4 separate regions of the Mus musculus genome follow, and regions 2, 3 and 4 are each linked to region 1. A link is a contact called in public HiChIP or PLAC-seq data. All regions are on one chromosome and are shown on one strand. The core of a region is the stretch at or near the end of the contact, and the rest is flanking DNA. Distances in the headings are between cores, read along the strand shown.

Region 1 (3,547 bases), core at 558-3,057:
AAGGCAAAGGCAAAAAAATGAGATAGCATGCAGGCTGCTCTTGTATCTTTGTTTTTAAACAGTCTCTGTTCTCTAATCTTTATGCAACACTATATACTGTTTCCCTTATTGAAAGCTATACTATTAATAAAACCAGTAAGAGAGGCAGAAACATAATAATCTTGACTTTCAAATGACAGCAAGAATCCGAAGACTACCCTATCTCCTATCAACTCTGATGTTTTCCAGTTTCCTTCCCAGAGCTCCCTCCATTCAGTGTAGTTCTGAATCAAGCTTCCACGATGACTATACTACCACACACAAGAACACCCATGGCACAGGATGCAAAGTTACAACTTCTGACTGACTCCGGGGCTGTTTTTCATAACAGTATAATCTCAGCAATCTTTTTTTTTTTTTAGTATGATTTTTGTCATTTTGTTACTTTACTCCTAGCTTATAAAGCAACTAGTTAGTTCAAAGGCTGTAATCAGGAAGTACTAAAAAAACTTCTTAATATCATACACAATAGTGTTACTCTCTCTTTAGTGTTATTCCATATCTTTCTGAGGATAAGCGAATATAACATCTTAAAATAATAGTCTATTTTTTTGAGGCAGGGTCTAAGTACCCTGTCTAATTTAAGATAATTCTCTTGCCCCAAGCCTCCCATTTGCTGGATGTATGCCATGTGCCACCACACCTAGATTGAAGGTAACAGTCGACACACACCTGTACACTGACACACACACTCGCAGCTATCACTTCTCCACTCCCTTCACTACTTTTGTTATCTTCTAACTAACTGAACTTCTGTAAATAAATCTAATGTTACATTCTCTGTGAAAGAAAAGAAACCAAGTGCTTCGTTTTCTGCTAGAAGCAATCCGTTTTTTTCAACACCTTAAGTATTCAATATATATATTCACTAGCACATTATGACATCATTGGCTTCCAGTGTTTGTTTAGGCTAAACAAACCTATTCTATTTTGCTCCTTTGCCTTCAACACAAAGCAAACGCTCGGTTCAGACGGTAGGGTGAAGAGTCATTTAAGAAGCTGGCTCCATTTGCACTATCTGTTTGACAAATTACATTTTTACTTACTGCAAGCGATTTGGAGGGCTAACCTAACCAAAAGAATAGCTCTGGGCCGGATCAAATCTGAAATGGCACAAAGAGAAGGGGGCGGGGCCGGTCGCTAACCCCAAACTACAGATTCCAAGGCTCGCAAGAGATAAACAAAGGAAGCCGAGCGGAGCTTACAAGTGCGTCAGTCTACTTGAGCATTCGTGTGGAAACCCACAGCTCGTAACGTGCCGGCGTCCAAACACCGAGTTTTCCTCAAGAGCTCCTTTATGGGTAGACACCCAGCAGGTTGGTGGAGACTGACAGGGAACACAAGGCTCGCCCGTCATTCTTCCGCTAAACCCGAACCCCCGCGGCTCGTCGCGCAGTCCCCGGAGGCACACCGCGAGGAAGGCCGCGGGGCGCCGAGAAGGCGCGGGCCGGTCCTCACCTGGCAGCCCTTCTTGTGGTGAAAGCCGACCACCACGATGTGCAGGACAGGCCCGCAGGGGGCGCCGTCACTCTCACGCCCAGACTTCTCCATGGACGCTCGCCGGAGGCCCCCGCCGCGACTCCAAACGCCGAGGCCCGGCCGCACGACCCAGAGCGGCAGCCTTCGGATGTCAGCCTGAGCGCCGCATACGCGCTGCGCCACGAGCTCCGGGGCCGCCGACCAGCTCCCTCACCTCCGCGGAGCCCCACCGGGCCTCCACCTCTCTGCTTCATCCGCTTCCGCAGCTTCCGGGCTGTCACCTGACGCTACAGCCGCCTCCGGCAGCGCGGGGCGGTACCCTGAGGCCCCTGTCCCGGCTGGGTCTGAGGCGGCATGGGCGGAGCCTGATCAGGGGGCGGGTCTAAAGGAAAAGGAGGCGGAGAGGGGAGGGGCTGTATAACAGGAGAGGCGGGGCCTGCTCGAGAGCTGGCCTGAAGGAAGAGGACCCCCAGCTGAAGGCGCGGCCTACACGACCGGTGGGGCGGGGCGGAGCTGGACGGGGCGGGGCAGGGCAAGGTAGGGCAGACAGACACAGACCCTGTGCAGTGGTGAAGTGGTGTGCACAGGGGGTTGATTTGGCTGACTCTTAAACCTGCTCCTTTCTCCCTACGATCTTTGTCAAATCACTTCCTTCTAAAATCTATTTTTCCTTCATGAAATATCGTTACTCCTCCTTTTTACCAGTTTTACTTATTTATAAACGTATTTCCTCTTCACTCTTTAAATCTTCCGTGGGATCTCTCAGTCTTGATTTTTAAATGTTTAGCAAGAAGACATATTCATGAGGTTTGGTATCTCATGTATTCAACGTTGAAGTTAAGTTTCTTGCTTACTCAAAATTTTTTTTACTTTCACTCTAGAATTTTTTTTTTTTTTTTTTTTTTTTTTTGGTTTTTTGAGACAGGGTTTCTCTTGTAGCCCTGGCTGTCCTGGAACTCACTCTGTAGACCAGGCTAGCCTCGAACTCAGAAATCCGCCTGCCTCTGCCTCCCGAGTGCTGGGATTAAAGGCGTGCGCCACCACGCCCGGCTAGATTTTTTTTTCATTTAATTTTTATACGTACAGTTTCTTTTATGCAAGTGTGTAATGCCACAACTTGAGGGGCTGAAGTAAGAGGTTTGCAAATTTCAAGCCAACTGTGGGTTACATAGTGTTAGAAATGTGCTCACAGGGCTGGAGAGATGGCTCAGCGGTTAAGAATACCGACTGCTCTTCCAGAGGTCCTGAGTTAAATTCCCACCAGCCAACCACATGGTATGTAATGGATCATCTGTAATGGGATCTGATGCTCTCTTCTGGTGTGTCTGAAGACAGCTACAGAGGACTCATATAAATAAAATAAATCGAGAGAGAGAGAGAAATGTGTTCACAAAGTAAAATGACCCCGTAAAGCTTTATAACTTTAAAATTAGTCGAGGCTTGGAAGTACACACCTTTAACCTAAGTACTCCAGAGGCAGGCAGATGTCTGAGTTTGAGGCCAGCCTAGCCTACAGAGCAAGTTCCAGGACAGCCAGGGCTACACAGAATCCCTGTCTCGAAAAATGACGACAACAACAAGGACAATAAATGATGATGATGATGATGATGATGATGATGATGATGATGATGATGATAAGGGTCATAGTCCAAAAAAACCGCAGGAACAAGCACACCTGTTCAGGATGGCCAGGTGGTGGTGGTAATGGTGGTTGTTGGCTTTTCCATTTTAGCTGAGGTCCTAACTCATGCTGATTTAGGATGTGGCTGGAAAAGATCAACCAGTACAGAATAGGCAGTGTTTAAACTGAGTACATCTGGATAAACTAATGAAGGACCTGAGACGGGGAGAGGAGATAAAGAAGGCATATGGTTATTAAAACTGTAAGAAAAGACAAACTTTTCACATTGGAGAGTGTGATGGCTATTCCTGGCTACATCTGGAATGAACTACAATCCAGAAATGATAGGCACATCTGTGATCGAGTTTTTGAGGCTGGAAGACATAGGCTTCTGACCTGGATCTTGAC
Region 2 (3,547 bases), core at 766-3,265, 1.7 Mb after region 1:
AATCTTTACCAATGCCTGTGCTCATCACAGTGTGTCCTGGTCATTTGGAGCTTCATGAATCATAATATACTTTAAAAAAAAAAAAAAAACCTTCATGATTGCTAATATCACCACTTATCTTATAGAGAAATTCTTGAAGCCCTGTGAATCTGTCAAGCTCAGACTTAAGAGAAACCAGTTTGAATTTTACTTTGGGGCACAACTATTTCTGGTAACACCCCCCTTCAAAATGCACGCCACTGTTAAGAGCGATCCTTTAACACCTCCAAACGACACCTCAGTAAGTCTTCAACTGCCCAGGCTTTACAATGAAAACGTGTGACATGGACTGCACTCCATTTTTCCATACATGTCCAAGAGGAAAACCGTTTAACTAGATGATCTTCAAACTCTTTCCAGTGACACTGGACTCAGTATGACTCAAATTTTCCACGCAACTAATCAGTGTATATGTACTTCTGGAAAAGTAGAAAAGAAAAAAGTCCAAACTAACTTAAATAAATTAATTCAACTATTGGGAAAATATCCCAAAGTTAAAAAAAAAAAAAAACCAAAAACCCTATCAAACAAACACATAAAACCAAAAAAACAAGTCAAAACCAACAACAAAGGACATGAAGGTCACACAAGCTGTACAGGAAGGCTCTCCATGATCAATGCGTCCTGAAGTTAACTACATTCAGTCTTACTACAGAGGAATACTATGTACTGCAGTTCCAGGCTAACGTGGCAGAGGGAGGGGTTTGCAGTGTGTGCTTTTTTTTTTCCCCCAAAATTAGATGTATTGTTCCAAAGGAAGGAGTTAGGTCACAACAAAACAACAAAGGAGTCACACATACATTTATGTGGGGAGTGGAAGGTGGATGGAGACTGAATGTACAGAACATACAATTAAAAAAAGAAAAAATAAAGCCCATAGTGAAAATCAAAATGAAAGCCTATTAACTGAGTCGGGCTCAAACTGGAGCAAAGTGGCAGAATTCCTCGAAGCTGCAGCACCTCAGCTCCAATGAATTATCCTTAAGACAGGATTCCACCCTCCTTAGCTAGACAAACGATTGCATCAGGCGCCAGAGCAGGCGCAACCCGACCGGTGTTTACAGCTAGTAGGTCATGGATGCCGGGCCCTACTGTAAGCTCTGGCTCTCACTGGGTGTGGGTATCATTCCAAATACTTTTCTCCTTTCCCTCTTAAGTCTGATCACCACCACTCAGTGCTACAGTAAAAAAAGGAGATCTGCATTAAATCCCCAGATTCTCCAGCTAAGAAACCTCCCTTCCCTTCCGCAAAATGACATTTTCAGGTGTTCCACCCTAAGAATGGATGACTTCACTGAGTGGCTCGGTCAGTCCATCTACAATTTCCAGCTTGATCCGAAAGCTCGCTGGTTCCAGACACTCTCTTCAGAAGGCAGAAAGATGACAGGAGAGGGATCATGAATTCGCATCAGTATTGGAGGGGGGTGGGGGGTCGACACCTCCCCATAGCCACGTTTCGACCGTGAGCCAGTCCTCAGGCTAAACACTGAAGCAAGGAAGATAAAGAGAAGGGAACGCTTCCCAAAGCATCCCCAAGACTAAAGAAAAGAAGCGCGCAGCATCAGCTTGCCGCTGAGCCGAGCCATCGGGGCGCTCAAAGAGGGAGGCGAAGCCTACGGCTGGATTCGGGGTACGCAGAGAGGGCACGAGGCCCAAGGATCACGGATGCCGACGCAGCGCGGGGACAGGGGAAGGACGGACAGGAGCGGGGTGCGGCGCGCGGCTGCGGGCGAGGGTCGGTACCTGCTGGCGCACGGCTAGCCGCAGTGGGGCCAGCAGCTCCTCCGCGCTGTCCATGCTGCTCCGGGAGGCGGCGGGCTGCGCGGGAGCGCTGAGGAGCCGCTGAGACGCGGACGCTGCGACCACTCGGGGCGGCGACAGGAGCGGCAGCGCGGCGCGGGTGGCTCTGAGCAGCGAGGGGAGCAGACAGGGCATGAGCACGCCGCCTAGGCGGTGCGCAGGGCGGCTACGGAAGCGGCGCGCGGCCCGCCCGGTGCATGATGAAATAGCGCAGCCAGGCCGCAGGCGCGCGCAGCCGCACTTCCCGCAGGCGCGCGCAGCCGCCGCGTCTGCAACCGCAGATTCGGCAGAGAACCCGGAAGGGCACCAACTTGCTCAAAAATGTGTGAAGAGGACGCTCCAGACAAATGCACAGAAGGACATGGCTTCTGAGAGTGCAGTCCTAACCTAGATGCCCGAGCACCTTTAGATCGTGGGCTTCTCTGTTGTCCCAGACGCTCGAATCGCCCCACTGGAACACCCATACTTCTGCTTCTTCCTCAGCCCATTGTTTAGAAGAGTATATAAAGTCACATAAAATCGGAACCTAGAGTTACTATAACTCTAGTGGGTCATGGTGATGCACATCCGTAATCCCAGCACTTGGGAAGACGAGGTAGGAGGATCGTGAGTTCAAGACCAGCCTAAAATACACAGTGAGCCTCTGTCTTTAAGAAACAAACAAACAACAACAGCAAAAACAAAAATATTGCTCAAGACCCAATGTTCCTCGGACTATTTATAGGAATCAGAGTTGCTGTTCTTCTCAGGGCATGCCAGTTAATTTGAAAGACAAGGTGTAGAGGCAAAGGAAAAGTGATTTTACTTGGATAACCACCTCATGGAGCAGTCAGGGGAACTCTAGCCTCAAAGCTCTTGCAGAAGTTATATAGGTTGGATGCTCCCAAACTTGTGGACACCTCACAGCCAGTCAGCCAGATGATGGGCCCAACCGGGAGATACCACCTTCCAGTTTCACAAATATCAAGAAGACCATCATTATCCTTGTGCTATTGTTGTGATTGGTTAGCTGGTTTTTTACACAGTGGACAGTCTAGAGGGCAATGAACCTGGCTCAAGGCCCTCTTTCAGAGAACCCAACTCCATGCAGTGAGAGACCACACGTTCTCAACTCCCAGAAATCTTTGATGCTGTTTTTTAGGGTGAAGAACCAGACACAAGGTAGTTACTAGTTTACCCAGTATCCCCAAGACAAAAGTTAAGCAAGAGGAGGTTTGTGACGCTCTTCATTTGCTTCCAAGTTGCTTTTACTGCCAATTTTAGGGATCACGCGTATTTTTATTAGCTTTACTGGATATAACACCTGGGGTGCTGTGGCAATCTTGGTGTTTTTCAGGAACTTGAAGGTGTAAACCAGTTTAAGTTCCTGGCCCTTTCCTGCAGCCTGCACAGATATCCAAGGGTGACCTTTTGAAATCTGGAGGCTTAAAATTTCACACTCAGAACATGCTATTGCCACCATTGTTTAGAAACATAGATCCAGTGAAGGGGTCCTGACAAAGATCGCTGATGCGTCCTTAGTCTTCACCTATAGTCACTTTTCTGACACCTCAGGCCACCCTGCTTCTTTATCTACAAATAACTCCAAACCCCAGTCTCCAGGAGTCAGGTCCGAAATTCGTTCTCATGGCTACATGCTTGGCAGTCTCATGCATATTTTCCCAGTGACTGGCATGATATGGGCCTGTTTGAGCAAGCCAGGAACAAG
Region 3 (3,547 bases), core at 558-3,057, 1.4 Mb after region 1:
CTTTCACCTCCCTCCTCCTGGTCTGCATCTCCAGGACCTGAACTTCAGCTGGGAAACGAAAGATGTCTAATCACGCATAGCTATCCAACTCACCGGACAGAGTCCTGGCTCACGCCCTTGCGCCTATCCCCATGCATCTACCCTGCTGGGGTCCAGCCAGCTTCGTTTCTCTGGACCTTATTCTACCACTCTGCCGTTAGTCTTTGCCTCTGGTGAGGGACTCCAGCCTATTCCATTCTGAGACACCCTACACCCTTACTCAGATACTCCTGCTAAACCCAAGTGAACTCAGTCATCATGGGCACTTAGCTAAGAAACTGGAAAAGGTCAGTGGCCAGGCAGCCACCACAGAGGCCACTTAGTCATGTAGAGTAGCCCAAAGACAGTTATGTTGAGCAGTCGCCACGTACTGTTGCCAGCGTCTGCTTATCATTAAAGCCAGGAACAATGGGTACAAGTGCTTACACACTCTCCAACAACACAGCATCAACGTGAAAATAGCTTACACAAGTTCAGGACCCAAGCAGACACTCACACACCTTCGCTTCCACCTCCGCACACAACAAGCCAGCATGCCCCACGGTTCAGTGGCCAGGGACTGCTGAGCTGAGCCCTTCTCCTGAACTGGTATCTAGAAAACTCTCCCAAAGCTCCAGAGAGAGTATTGTTCTCTCAACTTTGTCTAATTATTGGGGGTAGAGGGAGGAAAGGGGGCTGTCTCCTGACTTTCTGAGGAAGTTGATTTGGGGACCTGGCTAAGGATTAGAAGCCGATTAGAAGCCCAGGCAACTTATCAAGAGAGTCACACTCAGACACTTGCAGAAGTGGCTTTAAACACACTGGGTAGCTGGAGAAAATGTACTCGGGACAGTAGGTAGAGGTTGCCTAGTGCACGGGACTGCAAAGGGGGAAGGTGACTGCTCAGGTAGCTCAGAAGAGGGGAGGAACTGCTGGCATGCACCTAGCTGCCCCTCCAGCTCATTCCTGGCAGTAGCTACTCTGCAGGGGACTTTGGCACAACCATATTGTCTAGCTCCTCCATTCTCACAGCACCAACCAGCAAAGAGACCATGCAGTACAACTGAGTTCTAGCCCCAGTTCTCAGCATGACTCCAGAAACCTTCATCCTTCTCTCTGTTCTTCAGTATCCCCCTTGTACAGTAGGCAAATGGAGCCAGCTCCCTCTCTGTCTTCTCCTACAGACACCCTAAGCCTAAGATACCCCACTCACGTCATTGCGGCCAAGTGAATTGTCGACTAGGGAGGAGGTGATGCCCGAGAGAATGGCCGTGGCGACGATGGCTCCCACACACTGGGCGATGATGTACATGACAGCCCGGAGGATGCTGATCTGACAGCTGAGCAGGAGCCCCAGTGTGACCGCAGGGTTGAGGTGAGCACCGCTGATGTGACCCACACTTTGGGCCAGAGTAGCGATGCTCAAACCAAAGGCCAGCGACACCTTCACGTTGTCCTGGACCAGCGTCTGGTTTCTCTCCAGTGGGTAATTGAAGCCTAGGGCAGAACCAATGCTGATGAAGACGAAGAGGGTCATGGCCAGGAACTCAGCCACCACAGCCCTCCAGAAGAGCTTCTTCTTGATTTCACTGGCCATGCTGGCAGGGACCTCGACTTAACCGCTGGATGCCTGGTGCTCAACTCCCTCCAAGAGCTGAGCCACAGCCTGGGCTGGGCCTATTTATAGGGCTGGGTGGGGGGAGCACAAAGGGAGGAAGGCCTCTCCTTGCTCCTGGCCCGCCCCACACCACACGAGCCTCCTCGCTGCGATGGATGCAGACAGGGCTCTGCTGTCTGCCTGCCAACTTTTTCCTTCCTCCTCTCCCCCTCCTGCCCTCCCTTGCTCCCTCCACCCGCCTCAGCCCTCGGCCCTGCCCAGCGTAAGGAGGCAGGAGGCAACCGTTGCTCTAATAGGCTTTGGGAAATTCTTCCAAGCTGGCTCTTCTCAGGGGGCCAGAGAAATCCAGGTGTCCCCGCCCAGCCTGCAAAGCTCAAGGGTGCCTGAGGGCAGAGGCTGGCACTCTAGAAGGGGTGGGGAATAGGGGTTGTCTGGACTCCCCAGACGGACATTGCCCTCCCTGGAGGTGGCACCAGAAATTGCCTGCCTGTCCCATCCCACTCTGAGCAGAGTTAGTAATCTGAAGTTCTCAGGCTGAGAAATCTGTGGGCCAGTCTGGCCTCCAATGTCCTGGCCTGGGCCAAGCAGCTGCATGTCACTTTGGGGATGTGTCCTCGCCCCCCGGGCCTCATTGATGGGAGTAGAGAAGCTTTCTGGGAGCCACCTATCATTCTTTAGACAATGGCAGACCTTAGCCAAGCAAGGTTGCTGGAAAACTCCCCCAATTCCTCAAACTTAAAACAATTTGAGGCCATGATTTGAGAGGGGGTGGGGAAGATAATGTTGCTTAGGCTTTTTTTTTTTCTCTAATAGATAAAGTAGCTAGCAGGTCACTGAAGAGATGGAAGGAATGACAGCTGGACCTGAAAAGGAGCGAATGGGAGACATGGGCTGGGGCTAAGAGACAGATGCAGTGATGGGATGATAGGCAGAGCAACAGGAAGCATTATCCGAGTGATGGTGGAAAGTGGAAGAGGTTTCCAGCCTTGCAGGAGACAGCGGCCAGGCTATGGATGTGCTCACGCATACAATATTCAACTGGGCACTGGATTCAGTCACTAGCATCACAGGAAAAAACAGCACGTCAGAAACAGGAAGAGACAAACGGAGCAGAGGAGACATAGGCCGGACAAGAATCTAGATAGAGAAAGAGGAGAGAGGAAGGTAAGGGAGACCAGAGGCACTTTCCAACACCAGGAGGGGTGGAGAGGAGGTGGGGGCAGACAAAGCACCCACCATGTTTCCTGTGTACCCCCAAAATCCCGAGTAAAGGACCAGAGAACTGGTCGGTCACTTGCCTACTGTTTGAGTGTGCTGGAAGGTATACCAGGCCCATAGGGAGGCTCTCTCTGTGGCCACAAGGTAGGACCTGTTATGATTGGTCCCTCTCTTTCCATCTTAGTCCTTATCAGAATCATTGGCTTCTTACCCATCAGAGGTGGAAAAACAACACTCACTGAGAAAGAAGAAATGTCTTTGAGTCTGACATCTGTCAAGATAGGGCCAAGCACCTTCTATCCTACAGAGAATGACATTGTCCCTCAAGGGCCAGGTTGTATTCAGCCACAGTCCTGGAACCAGATGTGACCTACAGAAATCCCATGCTATGTTTGATGGGAGCAGGTGGCTGGTTGGGAAGTAATTTACCACCACACACCTAAACACTTAGAAGGCCAGGAGGAGTGGCTCTGAGTAGAAAGGTGGTGTAGTGGCTGCTTGGCAGCTGGATGCAATCAAAGACTTATTAACCCTCTAGAGAGGCAGTCAGGATGATGGAGCAGGCACTTCCTGGAAGCTCTACCACATCCTATATTCTGAGAGGTTTCCCAGGGACACAGCCCCCTCAAGGAACTCACTCTTTGGGCCCAGGGGCCTCTAATCAGAGATCTTTCTGCAAGGCTGTGTAGGGCT
Region 4 (3,547 bases), core at 567-3,066, 1.1 Mb before region 1:
TAGAGACCATTAAACAGAAAACTATGAAAACCAGACAATAGTACTCAAAAAATGTTGGCATCATGTTGTGTCCCCCACCCCAGGTGTCGATCTCTGTAAAACTGAGAAGTAAAAGCAAGAGTATTGAGGCTTTGTGGGACAGAAACAAAGGCAGACCACAGGCATAAGGCAAAGGAGTCCTCAAAACAGGAAGAATGTCCCCTCTCAGATAGGGGAAGCAGGTTTAAAGACAAAGTAGAAATGCAAGCATTAGGACCTAGTGTAGATCCTACCTCCAGCCTCTCTCCTGAGCCACATAGCTAAGGGCTGGGCATTCCCCAAAAAAGGATCTTGTACCTGTGGTCACTCTGAGTGCACATTGTCACATCATTTATACAGTCAGCTGGTCCTTCATCCAGACTAAAAGCCAAACAAAAACTGGATCTTTATTCATATTGTGGTTACATACCCGCCCAGCCATAACATTATTTTTGTTGCTACTTCATAACTATAATTTTCTACTGTTTTGAATCATAATTTAACTATCAGATAGAGAGGCAGAATCAGAAAACCAAGCCTTCTACCGTTTGTATCCCAACTTGGCACAGGAGGACAAAAGAAGGAGCCTCATCATGAGTTTTCTTCACAAGCCTTAAGCCTTCTCAAAGCATCATGTCTTCCTCAACTCTAAGAGTGCTCCCCAACAGGCCTACCCATCATTCCCAAAACAGGATCCTCAAAGTCCTGTCCTTCTCCCTAAGAGAGCTCCTCTAAGAGCCCTAGGAGAGGCCCAAACTTTCTAAAGAGACCTGAGTTCAGTACACAGACTTACCTCCTAGGGGTTTTAGAAGGATTCATCCATTTTGTCTGGCAACACTGAAGTCATTTCAGACCTTTTTGGTTTCAGTGGTCCTGTATTGTTTGCAGGAGGTTCCTCACCTGAAACTTCTCCTTAGACAGGAAGGCTGAGTCCTCTGTTGGTGTGGGAGATCTCACTGGAGCCTCAAATGTGAAAAAGCTACATATTATGCTTTATTAAGTTGAGAACATAGTGAGTCCTCTAGCCAGCTGACCAATAGTAGACTTATACCTGAGATTTTTCGTACAGAGACAAAGGAGGTTAGGGCTTGTTTGTCTGTATTTTAAGTCAAAAAAAAAGGGGGGGCTGCAGTCATATCACACCTAGTGTAGGCTAGAGGGTCTTTATGGTGTAACCATTGATCTTGTAAGACATCACACAAGGCCATTCCTCAAGAGCAGTGATTCTCAACCTTCCAAATGCTGCGACCCTTCAATAAGTTCTTTATGTTGTAGTTACCTCCAACCATAAAATTATTTTTGTTGCTACTTCATAACTGTAATTTTTCTGTTGTTATGAGTCATAGTGTAAATATCAGATAAGCAGGATATCTGATATCTGACCCCTGTGAAAGGGTTGCTCAACCAAAGATGTCATGATCCAAAGGTTAAGAACTACTGCTTTAGAGGAACTAAACTGTTTTTATGTACCACAACCCTTTCTTACCAGGGAACGAGGGCCGTTGTGACGTTGTAAGGAACTTTATCAAGAGAAATGAGAAGACAAATGTTTACAGACAAATGTGGCTCTCAAGAGACAACCTGACCTTTCTTAACCTGTTTCACAATACCCACGCATAGGCTGCTAAAATAGGTAGAACGTAAACTGAACTGAGGATTATTGAAGAGCAACCATACTGTAAAGTGGATGATGACACATCAATACTAGTTTAAGGAAAAAAAGGAAACAGCACAATGGAACATGAGAGACCCAAGTGTACACGCCAGAGGGCTCAGCCAACATCAGGAAGTGCTGTCCTTGGAGTGCATGCACAGTTTCCAAGAACTGAGAACACGGGTTTAGACAGAGTGCCTCAGAAGATCTGTGCTCTACTTTCAATGAAAGTCATGAATCCTAACAATTTTAAAATGCATTGGTGGTTACATCAGAGAGAGAGGAGAAGCGTTTCTGTAGGCTTCAGATGCTGTCTGATGACATTCTTAGCTTTTGGGTTGGTAGAAGGTAGGAATCCAATAAATTTAATACATTCCAAAAGGGTTTCCTCTATCAGTTGCAGGGTGTTAGTCCTGTCACAGAGGTCAGAAATAATACCTATTTAGACACTAAAGCTAGTCCAAGTCATTAGCTTCTGGACCTGCAACATTCCGGCCTCTCCACATCATTACAGTTCTAGTTGATCTCACAGACACAGCTTCTTCACTGGAATTCTCATTCACAAGATCAAGACGTTCAGCAAAACAAGCCAGACTGAGACAAGCATTACATGTGTTCTTTCAGTTGTTCCCTAGATTTACTTATAGACACATAAAAACATTTCCGTACACAGTGTGAAAGAAGACTACAGGAAAGAGATTAGTGGGGTATGAAGGTGTTCCACACACAGGATATAATTGAAAGAGATTGTCTTTATGGGACCCAGCACTATGTACTGGGAAAACACCAACTTAAAATGAAGTAAGTACAACTCTGGAAAAGAAGATGAACTTTTCTGCCCAAACTTCCAAATGTAAGAATTTGTTTATCTCAAAACAAAAAGGAAACACAGCAAAGGACACTTCAGCCTATGGCCTGGATTCAAGGCATGCCCTCATTTAGTAATCTTCTTTCTGAGGCTCAATGGAAGAGGCAGGACTACAGTGCAAAGAACCCTAATCCTAGGAGGAGTCATGGGTATGCATTATATGCAGTATATTAGGGTTATTAGGAATGTCTCTAAAAATGGTTAAACTTGTCAGAATGGGTGTTGAGAAATGAGAGAGAGAGAGAGAGATCTTGTTTGTTTGTTTGTTTGTTTGTTTGTTTTTCGAGACAGGGTTTCTCTGTATAGCCCTGGCTGTCCTGGAACTCAGTTTGTAGACCAGGCTGGCCTCGAACTCAGAAATCCGCCTGCCTCTGCCTCCCGAGTGCTGGGATTAAAGGCGTGCTCCACCATGCCTGGCTGTGAGAGAGAGAGAGAGAGAGAGAGAGAGAGAGAGAGAGAGAGAGAGAGAGATCTTACAGGGATCTATGTGCTTTTGATTTCTAGGCTAGGGCACCTGCTAGTGGTGGGGTAACAGTGAGGCTATGCATGGTGTTTGGCAGTATCTCACACAGACTGAAGCATTTGTGAGTCCCACAACTTTGCTCTTACAAGGCCAGAGTGCCAGCTGCCAAAGAGTTGATTAGGTTATCAGAGTTTCAATTATGGCACAAGTTACAACTGAAGATATAGCCAGAATGCCTAGAAATGGACTCTGAAGTGCCCTAGTCAAAACATAAGCGCCCTTGGCTGACCCATACGTTTCTTCTCTCTGTAAACATTCAGTGCTTAAGATTCCTGGGCTTCTCTAGAAAGACTTCTGTGGCAACCACATTCCTGAAAGGGACAGCTTCCAGTAGACAGGAACTATTAGATTGAGATTGGTGGACACGGCGTGGATGCAGAAAGAGCAGACAGGCATCTCTGGAAGCAAAACTGACCTTTTAATCGGAACAACTGAAGGGTGGAGACTGCACACGGCACAGGGAGCTATGGGTGCATAGGGCAGG

The links. HiChIP or PLAC-seq counts read pairs in DNA pulled down with a chosen protein or histone mark.
Region 2: a contact with region 1 is called in a FOXA1 HiChIP or PLAC-seq map of pancreatic cancer cells. The contact joins the promoter of Gars here to the promoter of Avl9 in region 1. A contact is called at or near these places in 1 of 39 promoter capture datasets (hippocampal neurons), 1 of 115 datasets of contacts at active chromatin or transcription factors (pancreatic cancer cells) and 1 of 9 other capture datasets (embryonic stem cells).
Region 3: an HNF4G HiChIP or PLAC-seq map of pancreatic cancer cells shows a contact between it and region 1. The contact joins the promoter of Aqp1 here to the promoter of Avl9 in region 1. A contact is called at or near these places in 3 of 39 promoter capture datasets (the 3T3-L1 cell line, hippocampal neurons and liver) and 1 of 115 datasets of contacts at active chromatin or transcription factors (pancreatic cancer cells).
Region 4: a contact with region 1 is called in an H3K4me3 HiChIP or PLAC-seq map of bone marrow-derived macrophages, with 4 times the contacts expected there. The contact joins the enhancer-like site here to the promoter of Avl9 in region 1. A contact is called at or near these places in 4 of 39 promoter capture datasets (the 3T3-L1 cell line, the HPC-7 cell line and hippocampal neurons), 3 of 115 datasets of contacts at active chromatin or transcription factors (bone marrow-derived macrophages, large pre-B cells and pro-B cells) and 1 of 9 other capture datasets (liver).

Annotation. Positions count from the first base shown.
Region 1 is chr6:56,713,165-56,716,711 of GRCm38.p6, reverse strand. It overlaps Avl9 (AVL9 cell migration associated), which reads right to left and starts at 1,807. Exons shown (of 16, transcript NM_030235.1): 1 at 1,498-1,807. The coding sequence starts at 1,590.
Region 2 is chr6:55,036,469-55,040,015 of GRCm38.p6, reverse strand. Gars (glycyl-tRNA synthetase) reads right to left here and starts at 2,015. Exons shown (of 17, transcript NM_180678.3): 1 at 1,783-2,015. The coding sequence starts at 1,974.
Region 3 is chr6:55,334,559-55,338,105 of GRCm38.p6, reverse strand. Aqp1 (aquaporin 1) reads right to left here and starts at 1,807. Exons shown (of 4, transcript NM_007472.2): 1 at 1,232-1,807. The coding sequence starts at 1,615.
Region 4 is chr6:57,767,295-57,770,841 of GRCm38.p6, reverse strand. All of the region lies in intron 3 of Vopp1 (vesicular, overexpressed in cancer, prosurvival protein 1), which reads left to right. Among named protein-coding and RNA genes, the nearest start is that of Vopp1, 56 kb to the left of the region's middle. Within about 2 kb of position 1,816, at least 49 of the 459 cell types and tissues checked have an H3K27ac peak or open chromatin away from gene starts, as enhancers often do. A contact at or near this core is called in bone marrow-derived macrophages, where this site is marked.